4 separate regions of the Mus musculus genome follow, and regions 2, 3 and 4 are each linked to region 1. Evidence: chromatin contacts called from public Hi-C and HiChIP or PLAC-seq data. All regions are on one chromosome and are shown on one strand. Each heading gives the region's core, a stretch centred on a gene start, on an enhancer-like site or on the middle of the called end of the contact. The rest is flanking DNA. Distances are from core to core; before and after follow the strand shown. Region 1 overlaps Pbx1 (pre B cell leukemia homeobox 1). Region 2 has its middle 33 kb from the start of Mir6354. Region 3 overlaps Gm39697 (a long non-coding RNA gene). Region 4 has its middle 56 kb from the start of Gm34320.

Region 1 (4,556 bases), core at 1,597-4,096:
ACCATCATCATCATAAATAACAATAATAACGTTATTTTATTTATAATCAGAATGGTGGCAAATTAATATTATCACTACTTATTTGTTGATGAGGAAAATGAAACTAAGAGGCAAAGTCACACAGTGAGAGTCTATAATGTGGGTTAGCATGGAGATATCCCCCTTCTATCTCAGTGTACTTTCTCATGGTTCCTCATGCCGTGTTATAGACCTGAGGGAAGAGAAGCCCGAATGTACACGTCTGTTCTCTTGGCTGTTAGAACTTGGTGGTGGGGTTGAGAAACGTATCATGCCCTAGCAAGAACCAGGCAATGCTCTGGGCATCTTATGGAGACTTTAATCCACAAAACCTTTTCAGTTTAAGGCAAGAGACCATCAAGAAACCCCTCCTGCTTTCAGTAGTGAGCTGGTGTAGAAGGTGCTGTTGTAGAAAGAAGCCTTCCTCTCCATGGGGTGTGCAGTATCCTCCAGCCACTGGCTCCACACTTCCCATGCTTCTTATGTATAACTAAGTAGGGATGCTTTCCCACGTCATGAGTTCCCATGTGCAGTCCAGGCCTTACACACCCTACCCTGGCCCTCTCCCGGGCCTCATTCCCTTTCCTCAGATGTCTTAAATACATGGATCTGAAGGCAGAGGCAGTATGAAGTCATGCCCCAACCCCCCGACTTCTGCAGCTTTTCTTGGGACAAAGGGGGTTTCCCGAGCCGCCATACAAGCTTTAGCTATTAAGATCTATAAGTCCGTCACTCAGACAGCCGGCACCCATCCAGAAATGCAGGCGCCTGTTGCCCAGTGCATTCACTTTCTCTCTGCCAGCTGGCCCGGGGAGACTCGGTGTGCCAAGCAGGGAACGTGTGAATAGGATCCATCCATGCCCGCACATCCCCTGAGAAGTACAAGCCCTGTGACCAGAAGGGCCGAAAGCTAGCCCAGAGAAAAGAAGAACTTGCTGTGTCTCTAAAGAAAAATCCCTAAACAGAAATGCTCAAAATAGTAAAACCATCCCAAGAGTGTCCTGTGTTTTTGTTGTCATCCCCTGCCTTAGAAACTTCACCCACAGCTCCACGTGCTGTGGCTCTGAGCCAAGTGGGAAGAAATGACTGCACTTTCCAGGTCCTGGCTAGAGCGCCCTTTGAAAAATCAGTGCGGCCTTGATACCTTAAGAAACACTCCATAAAGATGCTTGCACTGAAATCCTTAAAGATCTTACTGTCTCGTTGCTGGAAGGAAGTTTACAAGTCCCTTTCTGATATCATATGCTGTTTATGCATACCTGATTGCTAATAAGCCAAGAAAAATATTGGAAGGATTGAAAGATATCTTGTCTTCACACCAAGTGGTATCACTTTAGGAGGCTTTTGACCCTGAACGAAGCCCTGTGTGATTCTAAGGGGACAATACTGAGTATCAGAGTGAGTCCCAGATTTATAGATTCTGTGCACTGGAACCCTCTGAAGAGGCCATTCTAGGCCAGCAGCCAGGAAGATTCCCGCTTGGTCCTCTAAGGTCTGAGTTCCGTCAGTACTGGGCTCTCTGGAGCCTATCCATCAACCGTTGTCTGGCAGCTGCCTGTAATGCTGGATTGTGAAACTGGGGGAATCAAATGGTTAATCATTTCCATTTACTTGATAGACGACTCTTTAAAATAACTCACCCAGACAGCTTTTCCATCAAAGACGGAAGAGGCTTGAGCACTTCGGGGGAAGAGCGCCTATAAGTACAACCCCAAGCTTCAGGCTACTAAGGAATGGAAGATGTGGGTCCCGACACTGTTTAGAAGAATCAGTTCATAGCACAGTCATTTTCCAGCTGGAGAAGTGTCCACCGGTTTGTGGATGGTTATGCCTGTAAGGAAATGACAGAACCTGAAAGGTCGGGGTGGAGGAGTAAGGGGTTGGGAAGGGGGGAGGTGTTCTACAAAGCTTAAAGCAGTTTGGTGTACTCTTAGGCCTCGGGGGAACCCTTCACAGATACCAGTCCTGTGCTTGGGTGACTCTCCCTCACACAGAGAGCCATTGCCTTAATGTCAGCATAGCATTGCTTGTTTAGAATGGCCACATATGAAAGGCAGATCTGAGTTTTGGGAAATGGGCACTGGAAGAGACGGGAGAGCAAACGTGTTCTCTCTGTACAACTTACAACCGGAGGGTGGGGCACGTGTCAGGAACCAGCTGTGGCAGGACACAGATGCCTAAGACGCCATAGTTCTACATCCTACTTGGCTGCTGTGCACAAGAGCGCTGAAAAGACCCGAAGAGGTGCATAATACATGATCCGGGAGATCATGGGAGATCACCATGTCACCACTGGCTTCCAGGAGCTCTCGATCTTGGTGGCAGGAGCCTGCCTTGTTTTAGCCAAGTTTCTGTACCTTTATAATCTGTAAGTGTGCTAGCAGAGCGTGTGCTTTCTGTCATCAGGTGACACAATTCAATGTGCACAAAGGGTCCCAGCGGATGAATGGTTTCACTTTCTAGAAGTACAAGGGCAGGTTACTTCTTTCTCCACTGGCTTCAGAGCTCTGCCTGGCTTGGGCTTGGCACCTTCTTCTGCCTTGGTACCTTGAAACCATGAAGAGACTTCCTCAAGCCTTCCCTAAGTCTTATGTCCCTTCTCCAACCATCTCTTTATCTTGCTCAGCTGAGCGAGTCTCAAGCTTCACTCCATAGCCTGAAACAATGCCTTCTGCTAATATGCCCTCCTCCCTGTCTGCCCACATTTGGGAATCTCAAATCGGAGTAGATCCCAATTCCCCAGCTCCATGGAGATGTTGGTAGCTATGGGACCCTTCTTTAAACAAGTCCTCGGTGGGGAGAGAGTGCCCTCTAGTGGGCATCAGCCAGGAGCGACTCTGGAGCTGTGTTGCTCAGCCAAGGACAAAACAATCCTTTGCACAGACCTCCCACTGGCTCTCTTGAATGTGCCTTTGGGTTTGGTTTGTTTTTCTCCTTGTGTGAAGAAAATAAATAAAGAATGAACAGCAGGAGGCCAGTTGTGAGGGCTGCTCCAATCAGGCTGTGACAGTCTCCTTATCGCTGGAGTTTTAGCACCGGATTAACCCTAGGGCAAGTGATAGCAGCTGATGTGACTTCAGGTGTTTTCTGAAGGCTGTGACAACCTCTGTATAAATCACTTACCTGTCGTGACTGGTCTCTGTCGTGATTGGAATGGGAGGCAGTGATTTGTGAGTAGGAAACCCCTTTAAGAATTATTAGCTAACAAGGATAAATATCTTGGTGTTATGTACAGCCAGTGGGGCTGTTGGGACCCTGTATGACCAGCATGCACAGGCAAGGGGACTCTTAAAGCTCAGTTTCAGGGAAAGCTGTTGGGCAGGAGAGGGAAAGGAAGGAGGGAGGGGGTGCTGGGCACCCATCAGGGAGGCGGGAACCTGATCATATGTGATGGCTGCAGGATTAGGTAACAGCTCGGCTGGTTGAAATTGGATCTTGGAGGACGAGTGTTAACATCTCTGGTGTCCCAGTGAAAGGTTCATTTGAGTCTTGCATGGTGCTAGAGAGATAAAAAGGAGCTTTTAAATAAGCATTTTGTATCCAGCTCACCAGAGTACTGACTTCAAGCCATAAATAGGAAGTGTCACTTCTGTTAGCCGTATCGCTTATTTCTTTAAAGCTGGCGGCATTTTTTTTTTAACTGACTAGCTGAACAATTTCCGGGTCAGTGAATCCAAATACCTCAGTTTGTTTGTTTTGTTGTTGTTGTTGTTGTACTAGTATCTTGAAATCTTGTCCTGGGAAGAAATACAGACCTGCAAGATTCTCTGCCTTTTTCAAACACACACGTGCACCCCAAGACCATCAGAGCAATCACCTCCTATGTACTATAGCACAACAAAGTGCTCCCCTATTTGTGCCTACTTCTTGCACATTGTCCAGTGTAGTTTACTTTCATGAGTAGAGTATAATTGAAATGGTGCAATGTGTGTGTGGACGGAGGACGGTTCTTCTGGGTTTCTTCTTCTTCTTCTTCTTCTTCTTCTTCTTCTTCTTCTTCTTCTTCTTCTTCTTCTTCTTCTTCTTCTTCTTCTTCTTTTCATTCTCTTATTTTCAAATCTCTGGTAGAACCTTTCTTTACATGTCTGTAAAGCAATTGTGATGAGTCTTGGCAAACCCAATCTCCTCTGAATGAGTATTCAATTAGAGCATTTACCATGTAAAAATTAAGCTCCTTTATTGTTGCCCACCCCACTTCTACCTGGGTAAATCTTTACCCACCCAGGAATCAGTGCATCCCAATGCACTGTCCGTGGAAACTTGCAGTCTGGGTAGGCAAGGACTGTTATACAATAGGCCACTACTGTCCTCTGCATTGCTCCTGCAGCACCCTGAGGGAGTTCCCTGCCTTATTGAAAATATCAAAAAAAAAAAAATCAAGGATAAGCACACTCTTCATTAGGTTGAGGAGAGTTGATAAAGAGGAACTTGGTTGTTTAAAAGCACCGAGGCACAGGCCTGACTGAAACCCAGAGAGGTAGAAAGAAAGAAATATCAGCCATATGGGAACCAGCAGTATGAACCTGTTCATGGTCACT
Region 2 (3,912 bases), core at 1,279-3,778, 840 kb before region 1:
ACAAAAAAGGCACAAGGGAAATTATATGCAAAAACTATGTTAATTAGGCACTCAGGTACAACTGGATGCAAAAAAAAAAAAAAAAGCCCCCAGGAGATACAAAGCTTTAGAGACTTTCATAGTCATGGACAAGCAACTACATTTCTTATATTCTATATAAAGCTACTTTAACAGCTTAATGAGCAATTTTTAAAAATTATGTGTAGGATAAGTGAATTAATGTTACTGGAAAAAATGTTAAGCTTTGATATTTCCGAAGTTTTTCAGGCTTCCATCCATTAGCTAAACGCGACAGCTCAGCTTTCTGGGACCACGTGCAGTACAGCAGTCATCTAGCCTCAGGATTTAAAGCTGGCACGACTACTTCTGAGGCAAATGTCTTTTCTGCTTTCCCAGCTTAAGCTTGAGGGAGATCCTGAGATGCACTGAGACAGTTAGGATCTCCTTGTTGGGCTAACCTCACAGTGGATGGCCTCAGCACCACATTGAATTGTTGCTGTGAACTTGAAATGTAGTTCCTCCATTGGCCTTTAGCCTGTTGGACTTGTACCTGAAAGGCAGTCATTTGGAAAGGATCTAGTGGCATTTATGAAGCCTGACTACCAGGGGGAATGTCACCCCATTTTACTTTATTGACACTCTGATCACCCAGAACTTCTGCAGTCATTATCACATAATGCAGAGGTACATGTAGGTACGGTAAAGTAAAAAAAAAATTTAAAAAATTAAAAAAAAATAAATAAATAAAGCAAAAGAGTCCATCTCCAGCTTCCAACTTCAGTCAAATCTTTATGAATTGTTTAATCGTTCTTATTTCCCTTTCCTCTACAATACTTTAAAAATATTTAGTTTACTTTCTGTGTCTGAGTATTTTACCTACATGTATGTATGTGCCCCACATGCATACTTTGTGCACACAGAAGCCGGAAGAGGGCATCAGGTCGTCTGGAACTGTAGTGACTGATGGTTATCACCTGTCATTTTGTGATGGGAAACAGACCCAGGACTTCTGCAAGAGCAGCAAGTGTTCTTAACCTCAGAGTCACCTCCCTAGGCCTTACAACTATTGTGAATGTCCTTGTTTTCATAATATAATTGTGAGAGCAAATCTCAACAGCCCAAAGTTACATAATTAATTCAGTTTCAATCACAATGACCGCCCCCTTCATTCCAGCTTGCTCAGAAGGCATTAATTGTGGGCAGTCAAATTGCCAATTGGGCAGGTAGAGATCTTTCAAGGCTGCTAATTCATTTAGCTTGAATAGTTCAGTCTGTTATTTCTTTTTTTATTTTCATAACATTTCCTTCTCAGACAAATCACACCTTCAAGAAGACAAACTAGTTATATTATTTTATTTATCCCACCTATGGCACTATGGTGTCCTTACATATTGGACAGGGAAGTGAGTCTTTATCAATAGACATCTGAGGAAAAGAGTGTGGGGTTTCTGTGAAAGGTTGCTAGCTCACAACCTTGTCTTAGATGGCTTTCTTTGGCCACATTGTATACACTTTTGTGGTATTTGATCAGTTGTGTTAGTAGCATTTCCTTTAAGACTAATCCTAAAGTCGGTTAAACCATGATTGCTGGCCATAGATGCGAAATGCACTTCCACATGCAAACAAGGTGCAGGCTATGAGCTTAAAGAAGTCATTTATAGCAATTGTTCTTAGAATCTGATTTCAGACTCACATGATCAGAGCATCTGAAAACTTGCTAGACTTCCTCCAAAGGTTGCTTAGTCAGAAACTCCAGTGGGAGGCAGTGATCACCATTTCCATGCTTTTCTGAGAAAGCTCAAGGGGTTGAGAACTGCTGGTTAAGGGTGACATTAAGTCAGGAATCAGGTGGGAACATCAAGCCCTGGAATTGTTCCTCAAAGCACAGGAAATGCATCATTTTCAAGGAGATGCTAAAATCAAGCAGCTTTCTAAAATCCAAATAACTAAATAGAAAATGGTATTGTAATGTTAAGCAGGAGAAGCAGAAGGTAGAGGAGCTCTGGAAGGAGAGGAAGTTATCTGTGTCCAGGTGGGTTTTTTTCAGCCACTCACATCCAAGAGTCTCATTCTCCTGTTTTCAGATGAAAATGTGCCTGGGGCTTTGCAGAATTATCATTGAAAGCCACTTTCTGCATCATTGCCTCTGTACACAAGGATGTGATGAGAGCAGTTTCATCCTAGCGAAGGTTTGCCAGCGCTGCCTCCTGTACCCTTGGCGACCAAACTCTCAGTGCTCTCTGTCCACACTGCCCAACCGGCACGACTGGAGGTGGCATAGGAAGAGAGAAAGAACACCAATAACGAATGCCCGAGAGGCAAAAAGAATGATCATCAAAGTGGGAAGACGAGAGAGAGAAGATGGAATTAGATGAGAGAGAGAGAGAGAGAGAGAGAGAGAGAGAGAGAGAGAGAGAGAGAGAGAGAGAGAGAGAGAGAAGTGAGGACCTGAAGGGACGCTGAGAGGCCAGGAGGGTGGGGCTACCCAGCAGCTGTTTGGCATAGGCTGCTCTTGCCATCCATTTTGCATGGACTTCTTCCTGTGTTCGTCAGCGTCTGCGATGGGGTGATTAATCATTCATGTCAGAAGCCCTAATCCTATTCAATGGAAAACAAATGCCATGGCACCCAGCCCTTTGCTTATCCCGTGCCGTGCTCTTCACAAGCTTGCTTGGACTAGGCCGTCTGGGACCAAGATGGTTTTTCTGGGGACTTCCATCCCCACCCCCCACCCCCAACCCCATGCAAATTCAGGACAGCTCCATATGTTGGCGATGCCCTGTGATCTCTAGGGCCTTGTCTTTTAATGGGGAGAAAAAAAGGACCACTAGCAATAAAGGTCAAAGTTGTGCTAGTTAAACAAACAACATCCATTTAATTCTCCTTTAAAGAGAACATAGGCCGTTTCTTCCCTGGACCACAGTGTATTGAAGCCTTCAGTCCTCCAAACAGTCCTTCCGCAAGGGTTAGCTCTGCAATCTCACTAGCAAATTCCGTTTTTTGCCATCTTTTCACACCTAGCTCACACTATTCACTTTATTTCCTTCTATTTTTTCCCTTCATCTATATTTGGATGACACTGGAAAAAACAGTATAAAAACATGATTTGCCCAGAACTTCTCTAAGATAAACTGCCCTCAAACTGTCAGTTACTCTGGAAAAACAAGAAGCATGTAGCATAGGCCTGATAGCATCACTAGATAGGTAGGTAGGTAGGTAGATAGATAGATAGATAGATAGATAGATAGATAGATAGATAGATAGATAGATGATAGATAGATAGATAGATAGATAGATAGATAGATAGATAGATAGATAGATGATAGATAGATATTTTAAAAACCTTCAAATTCAAGTTTCTCACCTGGGTAGCAGCATGCATCCCTTAATCTTTATCAGTAGGTTGATTGGACTCAGAGTCACCTAGGAGACTGATAAGGCCCACCTCTGGGGATGATGGAAAGGAAGCAGTAGCAACTTTCATTTCTCTTCTCAGTCAGTCATGTGAACAGTATTCCATTGCCTTAGGCTCCTCATAGCCGCCATGCTAGCCCACCCAAGTAACCATATGCCGAATTCTATGAAACCGGTAGCCAAGACAAACCTGCCTTCCCTTAAGTTATTCTGTTAGGATTTAGTCACAGCTGTCACAGCTAAGAAGAAAAGTACAGTGTAGAATCTGTGCCCCAAGCTTTGACATTCATAAGATTCCCTTTTCTTGAGTGCAAAGGCATTGGGACTGGTATGACCCAAAATAATGGTGCACATCCATGGTGACATGTAGTGCATGCCTGGTAGCTTATGTCTTCTTTATAATCTAATAATCAGATACCTACAGAAAACCTGAGGGAGATGACTGTCTTCTAGGGATAGACATTGCTTGTTGACATTCCCTACAAGGCAACAGGTAGA
Region 3 (4,428 bases), core at 424-2,923, 950 kb before region 1:
AATAGATTATGGATACTACCTCTTTATCAGATGAACAGCTGGAATGTTTTCAAATCCTTCTGTAGCTTGTCCTCAGTTTGTTGATCATTTCTTCCGCAGAGCAGAAGAAAATTCTTAGTTATTATAAACCCATTTTTAATTTTTTTGTACTTTTGATGTCTTATCTAAAACTCATCACCTGTGCTAATATGAACTGTGTCCCCTCTGTGTATGTATGCTTGTTTGTTTTCCTTTTTTATTTTTCTTCTACGGTTTTGAGTTCCAGGTCTTATATTTGGGTCTGTGATCCAGTTTGAATGGACTGAATTTCCATCTTCTGAGTAGGATGCCGAGTCTTTCCAGCACCTTTTGCTGAACAGGGCATTGTTTTCCAATGCGTATCTCTAGCACTTCTGTTGAGTTAGTTGGCTATGAATACACAGATTCCTCTTGAGCATCCTATCCCTTTCAGTTGGTCTGTGTATCAGACTCTGTAGCTGCTCTGCTGTTTGAGTTACTGGAGCTTTGTAGTGTGTTTTGGGGTATGGTGATGTGATGGCTTGTGCTTGATCTTCTTGGTCCTTTGCTTTGGCACATTTTGAAGGAACAGGTATTGTCATGGTTTTACCTTGCTCTCTCTGGCACAATCTTCTAAGGAGGCCAGACTGAAGTTGTTCTAGAGTTAAGACTGTCAATCCTAGACTGAGGGCTGCCAAGCATGGGTGCCTTGGTTTGCCCTATGCAAGCTTCTCTGGTTAAAATGTTCAAGTCCCTTTTACTATGTCTGTGAAATCTCATCTTTGCTCATTCAAAAACTTACCTACCTCATAGAGCCTTTGTAAAGCTCACACAAAATCTCATGAGCAGAGTGCCACCTATCATACAAATATCATGGTTTCTGTTTTCTGGTTTTGTTTTGTTTTGTTTGTTTTTTGTCAAATCACTGGACATGCCAACTGTCTGCTTCCTAGAGTGTCTGAGAATGGATGAGATATGATTATTATGTGATGAGCAATTCATCACTGTAGAAAAAGCACATAAATCAGGGGACTTCATGTGTAATGAGTGAGTAAACCACGTTCTCTGTGTAAATGGTAGAAACTCTAAATATCAACACTGGGGACCTCTGATGGACTGTCAGAAGCAGTCTTTCAACAGTAAGGGGATGGCCACTTCCAGCATTGCTGCTCCAGACTCATTGTCCTGGGAAGCTGCCTTAAGCATATTAGAGAAGCCTGACACAGGTTCACAAAGTGAGCAGAGAAATTAAGAAATTAAGGATACACATCCACACACATCCGCACACACACACACACACACACACACACACACACACACACACACACACACACACACAGAGAGAGAGAGAGAGAGAGAGAGAGAGAGAGAGAGAGAGAGAGAGAGAGAGATCCTGAAGTAACTTAGCAATCAAGGCATTAACAGCCAAAAAGCTTTGCTTGTAGAGGAGTTAATGGATTTATATTATTTGTGGTTATCTGGATTTCAGATTGATACCATAAATATTCAGACTCTGAACTCAGCTGGAAGCAGCCGCCACTGACTTTTCTGTGACCTAACTGGAAACACTAAATCAGCTGTCTCCTTGACTTTCAAGGGAATGACATACCCCAAGCCCACGAGATAGCATCGCCTCGGTATTTATTGCCTCCAGAGGACCTCGGCTTAGTATGGTCTGTAACTACAGCCTCTCTTTGAATGCCAAGCCTGCTTAAGATTGCTAAATCACAAAGTTCTCTGTACTGAGTGGGAGAGAACCTTGACTGTGGGTGTAGATACAACTTAGTCCACAAAATGCACAGAGTGAACTGCTTTCCAGGGCAAGCCTCGTGACACATTATCCTCAGATTTATGTGTGTTTCCATCCATAGCTTTTTCTATTCCTTGCTCTTACCAAGGTTCTTTCTTATTTTTTTTTCTTGCTTTTAAAAAGTTCATCTGTGTGATTGAGAATCAAGGGTCTGATTCCAGATATGTTTTTCTTATTAGAATGTGGGGAGTTGCTTGTAAGTCTTTCAAGCAATGGCTGACAGGCCCTTTATGAGTTGGGCTCGAACTTCTCTGTGTCTCACTCCAGAGCTGACACAAAGATGCTCATGATAGGAAAAAAAAAGAAATGTGGCCCTCCTCCTAGGGAGGATTGTGTGGTCCTCCTCCTAGGGAGGATTGTGTGGTCCTCCTCCTAGGGAGGATTGTGTGGTCCTCCTCCTAGGGAGGATTGAGGAACCTTCCATTGGCAACAGGCTTCCTTTTGCCCCATGACAAATTGTGCTGAAGGCTTGACAACACCGAATCCATCATAAGGATTGGCCAGCTCCTTCTTTCTGTCAGCTTAACAGATGTGGCAGCAGCCACAATGTCAATAAAGGTTATGTCCTGCTTCAGAGAAAAAGGGGCCAAAACACCATTTAAGTAATTGCTTGGGGAGAAAAAAAAAACCACACACACATGCACACACACACATACAAAAAAAAACCCACAAAAAAACAAAAAAACAAGCTCTACTTGGAGGCAAGCAATTGCATTGTCAGGACAGGATTCACACATGGGCAGTATCTTCCCTTCTTTCTCTAATGAGTTGAAAGGTGGTCTTGGGGGTGATGCAGGGTGGGGGAAATGTGTGGGTCTATTACCAGGAAAATGGCTAAGACATAAGTGATGGCAAGTTGTGATTTTCCAGGTCCCATCCACACAGCATTTGGAAATCTACCAAGAATTCTTCTGTTACCATTTGACCCAGCTATAACACACCCCAGATGTCATAAAACTTCCTTTGAGGGTTTGACATGAAGCAGGGGGGAAGGGAAGGAGCCATCCCTGAGGAAACTCAACACAATGTGGCACTTGTTTTATTTTTCCAGTATTTTTAAATCCAGAATTTCACATAATACTATTTTTGCTGTAGCCCATGATTAGGCACTCTGGATATCTTAATCCTGGTCCAAGGAACAAAAGGTTCCAGAGGAGAAAGAATAAGAGGAAAGAGACACAGCATAAGGGAGTTGGAATGGCTGGGATAAATATGTGTGGATGCCGAGTGGTAAGTCATGAAAGAGCTCAGGAACAGTGACCATGGCAGTGTCTCTCAGCTGGAGCACAGTCCGGCTGCCATGCTAAGGTCCCCAGGATGACCCAGCACTCTCCTAGGCAACTCTGAATAGGAAAATAGCAGGAGCAAATTTACATTCCTGACAAATTCATTCGGATACCTGTGTGAAATTTGGATTAGAGATGAAGAACAGAAGCAGGGAGACCAGATAGAATGGTGTCGAATTAGACTTAGCAAAATACGATGAGCGTCCTAAAAAGGGAACTAGCAATAAAGACAGAAGGAAACAAGGAGATTTACATAGAAAGAGTTATGCGGACCGGACTAGTGAGACGATATGCTTGAGGGTCAGAGGAAGAAGGCTCTTGCTATAAGAAGACTTCTTTGTGTGAGCATTATATTGTGATGGCTCCAACTACAGAGAGCACCAGACTGAGGAGTGTTGCGCCTTGACTGACACCTTGACTAGTTCTAAACTCAGTAGGAGACAAGCTAGATTCAGTTAACTGAGTTGGGAGGACTCACTGTAACTAGGGGCAGGTCTCTATGAGTTGGGGGCCTAACTGCATACAAAGACAAAAGCTCTCTGAGCACTAGCATGAGTCAGTCTGTGCATCCTGACTGTGGCCCTAGTGCAACCAGTTATCCCAAGCTCCTAGCATTGTACCTTATCTGCGATGATGAACTGTGATCTTCATTTATCTCTACAACTTGTGAGAAATTTACCACAGCTGTGAGACATGGGAGTGAAGCAGAGTGGGAGAAGGAAAGACCCAGCCCTGGGTGGGTTTCAGTCAAAGTTTCAAGTAAATGCTTCCCCATTTCTAGAGCCAACTTCCAAATTCTTGCCTTGGTATCCAATCTGCAGGCACTGCTATACAATTCTACATCTGTAGGAGAAGCTTATTTGGAAAATGGGTGCAAAACTCAGTCTTTATTCCAAATGTGGATCGGAGTATGTGATTAAGATTCAATGAGAGTGAATTGCTGTCTGTTCTTTCTGGAGTGCAAAGCTTTCCTAGTGGAGCAATCTACTGTGGTCTGTAGGAGTAGTTTCTGAAAAAAAAAAAAGAGTCACTAACACCATATAACTGGAGTCTGAAGGCAGAGTTCACTTTTACATTAGTGAATTCACACATGCAAGTCTGAATAGATTTTTTTTTTCTGGAAAGGAAACGTGTTGCTGGGTCTGTTATCCACCTTCGTTACCTGGATTCTTCAATACAAGCAACAAGTAGTTGATAAGGTAACTGGGACAGAAAAGGAATAGTTTGGCTTCATAATCACACAGCAGGAAGGAGAGGAGTATGACTAGGTCTCATGTGTTGCAAGAACAGGGTTTGCAATCCATTACTCAATCTCTCCCACCACCTCCTTGCCTT
Region 4 (3,983 bases), core at 906-3,405, 570 kb before region 1:
GTCTGGGATCAGTGACTCTTTCCCTCTTATAGCTTCACCTCCCCCACATCCTCGGGATTCTGGTCTACCCAGGTATGAATTTATCAACTCAGTGCTTCTATCTTCTGTTGTTTCATGGTGCATCTAGTCATCAGTACAGAATATTAAAATGATGAGGTTTAAACATGGCCCTTTAGCTCTGTGCTATCTGATGCTTTTCTAGACCTGTATCCTCTTTCTGATACAGAACCAAGACCTGGGCAGCAGGTGATTATGATGGCAATGCTGATCAAAAAAATAATCAGGTGGTGGTGGTGATCATAAGGATGATAAAAATTGGTTAGACTTTTTTTTTTTTAATGAGACACGACTAGGTGCTGCATTCATTTCCCTACGTTCAAATAGTGAGGCTGGGTCCAGTTTTCTCTTAGGATGTGATTCAATTTTTTGTTGTTGTTGTTCCTTGCTTCATAAATAGACAGTCCTTGACCACCATACTCAGTCCCAGACCCATGGCCTAGAAGGTATGTGACAACTTAGTCTATTTCTGTGTGTTTCTTTCTTTGTATTATCCTTTATTGGGTACTGTTGTTTATAGAAAGTGTATATGAACCAAAATTACCTGCATGGCAAGATATACAGGAAAATAAATATCACTCACATCTTGTGGCAACCAATGGTTGTCTAATTAGATTTATCCACTCAACAGGAAGGAAATAATACTTTGACTGGAAACTTAGCAAGCTTCTGAAGGCTAATGATGTCATGGACCTTGGAAAATAATCTACTACAGCCACATGGTTAGAACAGCCCTTACTACTTTCTAGGTCTTATCCTTATATCCATGGGTAAGTGTGGCTGCCACTCCTTATCAGAGAAACCTATCTTGTCAAAATTTAAAGGAGCATCCTGGCTTGAGTTGAAGCCTTTAAAAAGCTGCAACATTATCATTAGGCTAGGATCCTTAGTTCTTTAAGGGTTGCAAAGTAAAGAGTAATTTTAAATCAGAAGAAGAAATGGAAATGGAAACCTCAAAATTTCCAGTTTGAAGCTTACTCTGTTAGATCATCTAGGGTTTCTAGGTGATTTTACCCCAGTGTGTTCTCCCTGAATCAAAGCAAATTCTAAAGATGCAGGAGGTGGGGTGGGGATGGGGGGGGGAGTAAACTCAGTTCTTGCTGTGTAAACATGAGGGCCTGAGTTTGATCCCCTGCACTCAAATAAAAATCTGGGTATATGCTATGCACCTGCAGTCCCAGATCTAAGAAGACAAGAGACATGGGGGAATCCCTGACTACCTGCCTACCAAAAGCAGACGACCCCAGGTCTTAGTGACTAGGCAGGTGGCTTCTGAGAAAGCATATCCAATGTTGACCATACATACTCCATACATGTAATCATATACATACACATGCATATGCACATATATAGTATCCATAGACATGTTCTCAAGCTATCACACGTATGCATGCATGCACACACACACACACTGCACACACACACACACACACACACACTGTACACATACAGATGCACATACAATGTTCTGCCATTATGGATTGTACTAGAAGCAAGGTTAAGGTATTATAAAGCACCAGTTCAGATCTCACAGCCACAGGCTGATCCTGAGATGCTAAATGGTAACTGCAAAAGGAGCAAAGATGGGTCAGGTGGCTTCCTCTTGAAGGTTTCCTGTTACAGTCTCCCCTGTGATCCCATTCCAGAGAGTCTTAGCACAATTTTGAAAACTAAGTTAGGCCAATGTTTATCTTGTCTTTAAAAGGAGCCATCAGCCTTGTGGTGTGGTGGTGTTGTCAAGCCTCTACTTGAAGGATGCTACAGAAAGACTGAGTCCTCCTGCAGCTTTTCCTCCCAACTTCCTTCTTCCCTTCCTCTCTTCCACTCAAGCTTCAGGAAAACCCTTCCTTCTCTTCTTTCTCTAAAGGCACCTCAACATCTGTGTGCTCAGGACCTAATTGTTCTAATGGCATTCCCAAGGTCCCCTGCTCAAGGCCATAGAAATCACGGGGCCCTTTGGACCTCCAGCCAGTAATTCATGGTACTTAGTCAAACTCCTTTCCATTCAGCAGCCCCCCACCCCCACCCCAGCCTGCCCCCCTTCCATCCCTCCCCCTGTCCTCTTGCACTCAGACTCTGTGTTCTTCTCACACCAGTCTGAGGCAGCTTGATCACCTGCCAACTGGTATTGATTTTTGCTTCCCAATCTCCAGGCTGGATGGAAGGAAAAGATTAAAAACAGTTTGTCAGTTTGAAGTTGAATAAGAATTCGGCACAAGGGACATCTCAGAAATGTGAGGAAGTGGCGGGGGAGGCTGGGATGTGGGCAGTCAAGGCCAAGCAAAGTCCTCAGGGAGTTTAACCCTTCAGTACAACAGGCCCGACTTTTTTTTTCTTAATAGAATTGTGCTGTAATCATACACATTCCCCTTTCCCTGTGTCTCACAGACTCAGACACTCTCATGATTTTCTCTCAGCCAGCAGCATCCACTGAAGTTTAACAGGGACTCTTCCACGTCCTGGGACACTTCTCCTCCTTAGCTTACAGATACCCACAACCACATTAGGTTCACGGGCAAAGTTCCAGCTTCTTCCTGCAGTGTCTCCTGGTCCTTATGAGGAGGCAGTGTCTCTTTAGGTCTCTGTGCTCCATAGTTGTGGGGGTCCCTGGTCCTGTGCCTCTGAGCTCTGCCGACAGACTCTGTCAGAATCCATCTTGCAGGTCAGACGCTGTCCTTGTCAAGATAGACTGGGAAGACTCAAAAAAAAAATGAGCTTCACCAGCTTACAAAAGATTTTTTGGTGGTTTTGTCTGCTGTACAGATGAAAAATTATTTACAAGCATCTGTAGAAAGCCTGACAGGCCACAGCATAGGGAGTCAGCACGTGGAGGAGTCAAATATAGGGCACTGACCTAGTAAAATTACTCAGAGACCCAGGTTTCTGGTCTCCTAGAGCGTAGGGTTCATGTTGACAGGGTTTTTGTCTCAGCATTCTTGGTTAAGTAGAATAAATACAGAGTCAAAAAACTGGAGAATTCTCCATGAAAAATCAGGATGTACCCTGGCATGGTAACATACACCATTAATCCCAGCATGCAGGAAGGAGAGGTAGGTAGATCTATGAATCTGAGGACACTTTGGTCTACAGAGAGAGTTCCAGGTCAGCTTAGGGCTATATAGTGAGAACCTGACCCCTCCTCCCAAAAAATAAAAATAAAAATAGAAAAAAATCATGTTAGTAGATTTTGTCAATATTACAAAAGGGAATATTCCACTCAGAAGATATAACCCCCTCTTCTTTTTCAGTCATTTCTGTGCTTATGGGTTATACAGCATGTAGCATAAGCAGGGAGAGTCAGGCTTCCTGCAACCCATATCTAAAGCGTAGACTATTCTAGTTGACCTCCCTACTCTGCACAATATGAATTGCCACAGGGGTATTAGCTGAATCTCAGTTAGTTTGTGTAAGCCACTTCAGTAGAACGCACCTTGGCATGTTCTGTAAGTTAGAGTTCCATCTGGACAGCAAAGGTAAGTGGGCACTCGTTGAAAATGGCGTTAAAAGTACCAGTCCCTCTCCAGCTAGTACTATAGCTAGGTGAGTGAGTGAGCAAGCATCTTTGGTACTTCTCGTTTTTCTCGGTGTTGGGATGGGGCAGAGCCGTCTACTTCTTACTTGCTCTCTATCCTCCTACCTTTTGCATCACATAGACTATACCACATCTGCTTCTCTTTCTCCAGATTCCTTGATTTGTGGCCCGTTGCTTATCTTTTGAACATACTCTAATCCTATTCTCAATCCTGACTGTTTCTGGGAGAGTGCATTCTTCAAATTGCTGCTGTGGCTATGTGGTTTCTCCAAACTTCTCAAACCTGGCCTTTACTCTGCTTTTCTCTTTGGATCGTGTCTTTATTACTTCTATAATGAACTGCATATTCACTGGCAAAGAGGAGAGGATTAAAATCTCATTTGGAAAAAAAAAT

Evidence for each region. A called contact is a pair of places that touch in the nucleus more often than the background predicts. HiChIP or PLAC-seq counts read pairs in DNA pulled down with a chosen protein or histone mark.
Region 2: a contact with region 1 is called in a Hi-C map of stem cell-derived neural stem cells, with 2.0 times the contacts expected there. The contact joins two enhancer-like sites. A contact is called at or near these places in 3 of 484 Hi-C or Micro-C datasets (nephron progenitors and stem cell-derived neural stem cells) and 1 of 9 other capture datasets (embryonic stem cells).
Region 3: a Hi-C map of uterus shows a contact between it and region 1, with 4 times the contacts expected there. The contact joins two enhancer-like sites. A contact is called at or near these places in 6 of 484 Hi-C or Micro-C datasets (cortical neurons, embryonic fibroblasts, liver and 1 more).
Region 4: a FOXA1 HiChIP or PLAC-seq map of pancreatic cancer cells shows a contact between it and region 1. The contact joins two enhancer-like sites. A contact is called at or near these places in 1 of 15 datasets of contacts at CTCF or cohesin (the NIH/3T3 cell line), 2 of 484 Hi-C or Micro-C datasets (the HL-1 cell line and psoas muscle), 1 of 115 datasets of contacts at active chromatin or transcription factors (pancreatic cancer cells) and 1 of 9 other capture datasets (embryonic stem cells).

Annotation. Positions count from the first base shown.
Region 1 is chr1:168,212,606-168,217,161 of GRCm38.p6, reverse strand. All of the region lies in intron 2 of Pbx1 (pre B cell leukemia homeobox 1), which reads left to right. Among named protein-coding and RNA genes, the nearest start is that of Gm51671, 130 kb to the left of the region's middle. Within about 2 kb of position 2,846, at least 56 of the 459 cell types and tissues checked have an H3K27ac peak or open chromatin away from gene starts, as enhancers often do. A contact at or near this core is called in pancreatic cancer cells, stem cell-derived neural stem cells and uterus, where this site is marked.
Region 2 is chr1:169,050,342-169,054,253 of GRCm38.p6, reverse strand. No RefSeq gene overlaps it. Among named protein-coding and RNA genes, the nearest start is that of Mir6354, 33 kb to the right of the region's middle. Within about 2 kb of position 2,528, at least 28 of the 459 cell types and tissues checked have an H3K27ac peak or open chromatin away from gene starts, as enhancers often do. A contact at or near this core is called in stem cell-derived neural stem cells, where this site is marked.
Region 3 is chr1:169,158,271-169,162,698 of GRCm38.p6, reverse strand. The region is part of intron 2 of Gm39697 (a long non-coding RNA gene); the gene reads left to right. Among named protein-coding and RNA genes, the nearest start is that of Gm39697, 12 kb to the left of the region's middle. Within about 2 kb of position 1,673, at least 10 of the 459 cell types and tissues checked have an H3K27ac peak or open chromatin away from gene starts, as enhancers often do. A contact at or near this core is called in uterus, where this site is marked.
Region 4 is chr1:168,785,168-168,789,150 of GRCm38.p6, reverse strand. No RefSeq gene overlaps it. Among named protein-coding and RNA genes, the nearest start is that of Gm34320, 56 kb to the right of the region's middle. Within about 2 kb of position 2,155, at least 11 of the 459 cell types and tissues checked have an H3K27ac peak or open chromatin away from gene starts, as enhancers often do. A contact at or near this core is called in pancreatic cancer cells, where this site is marked.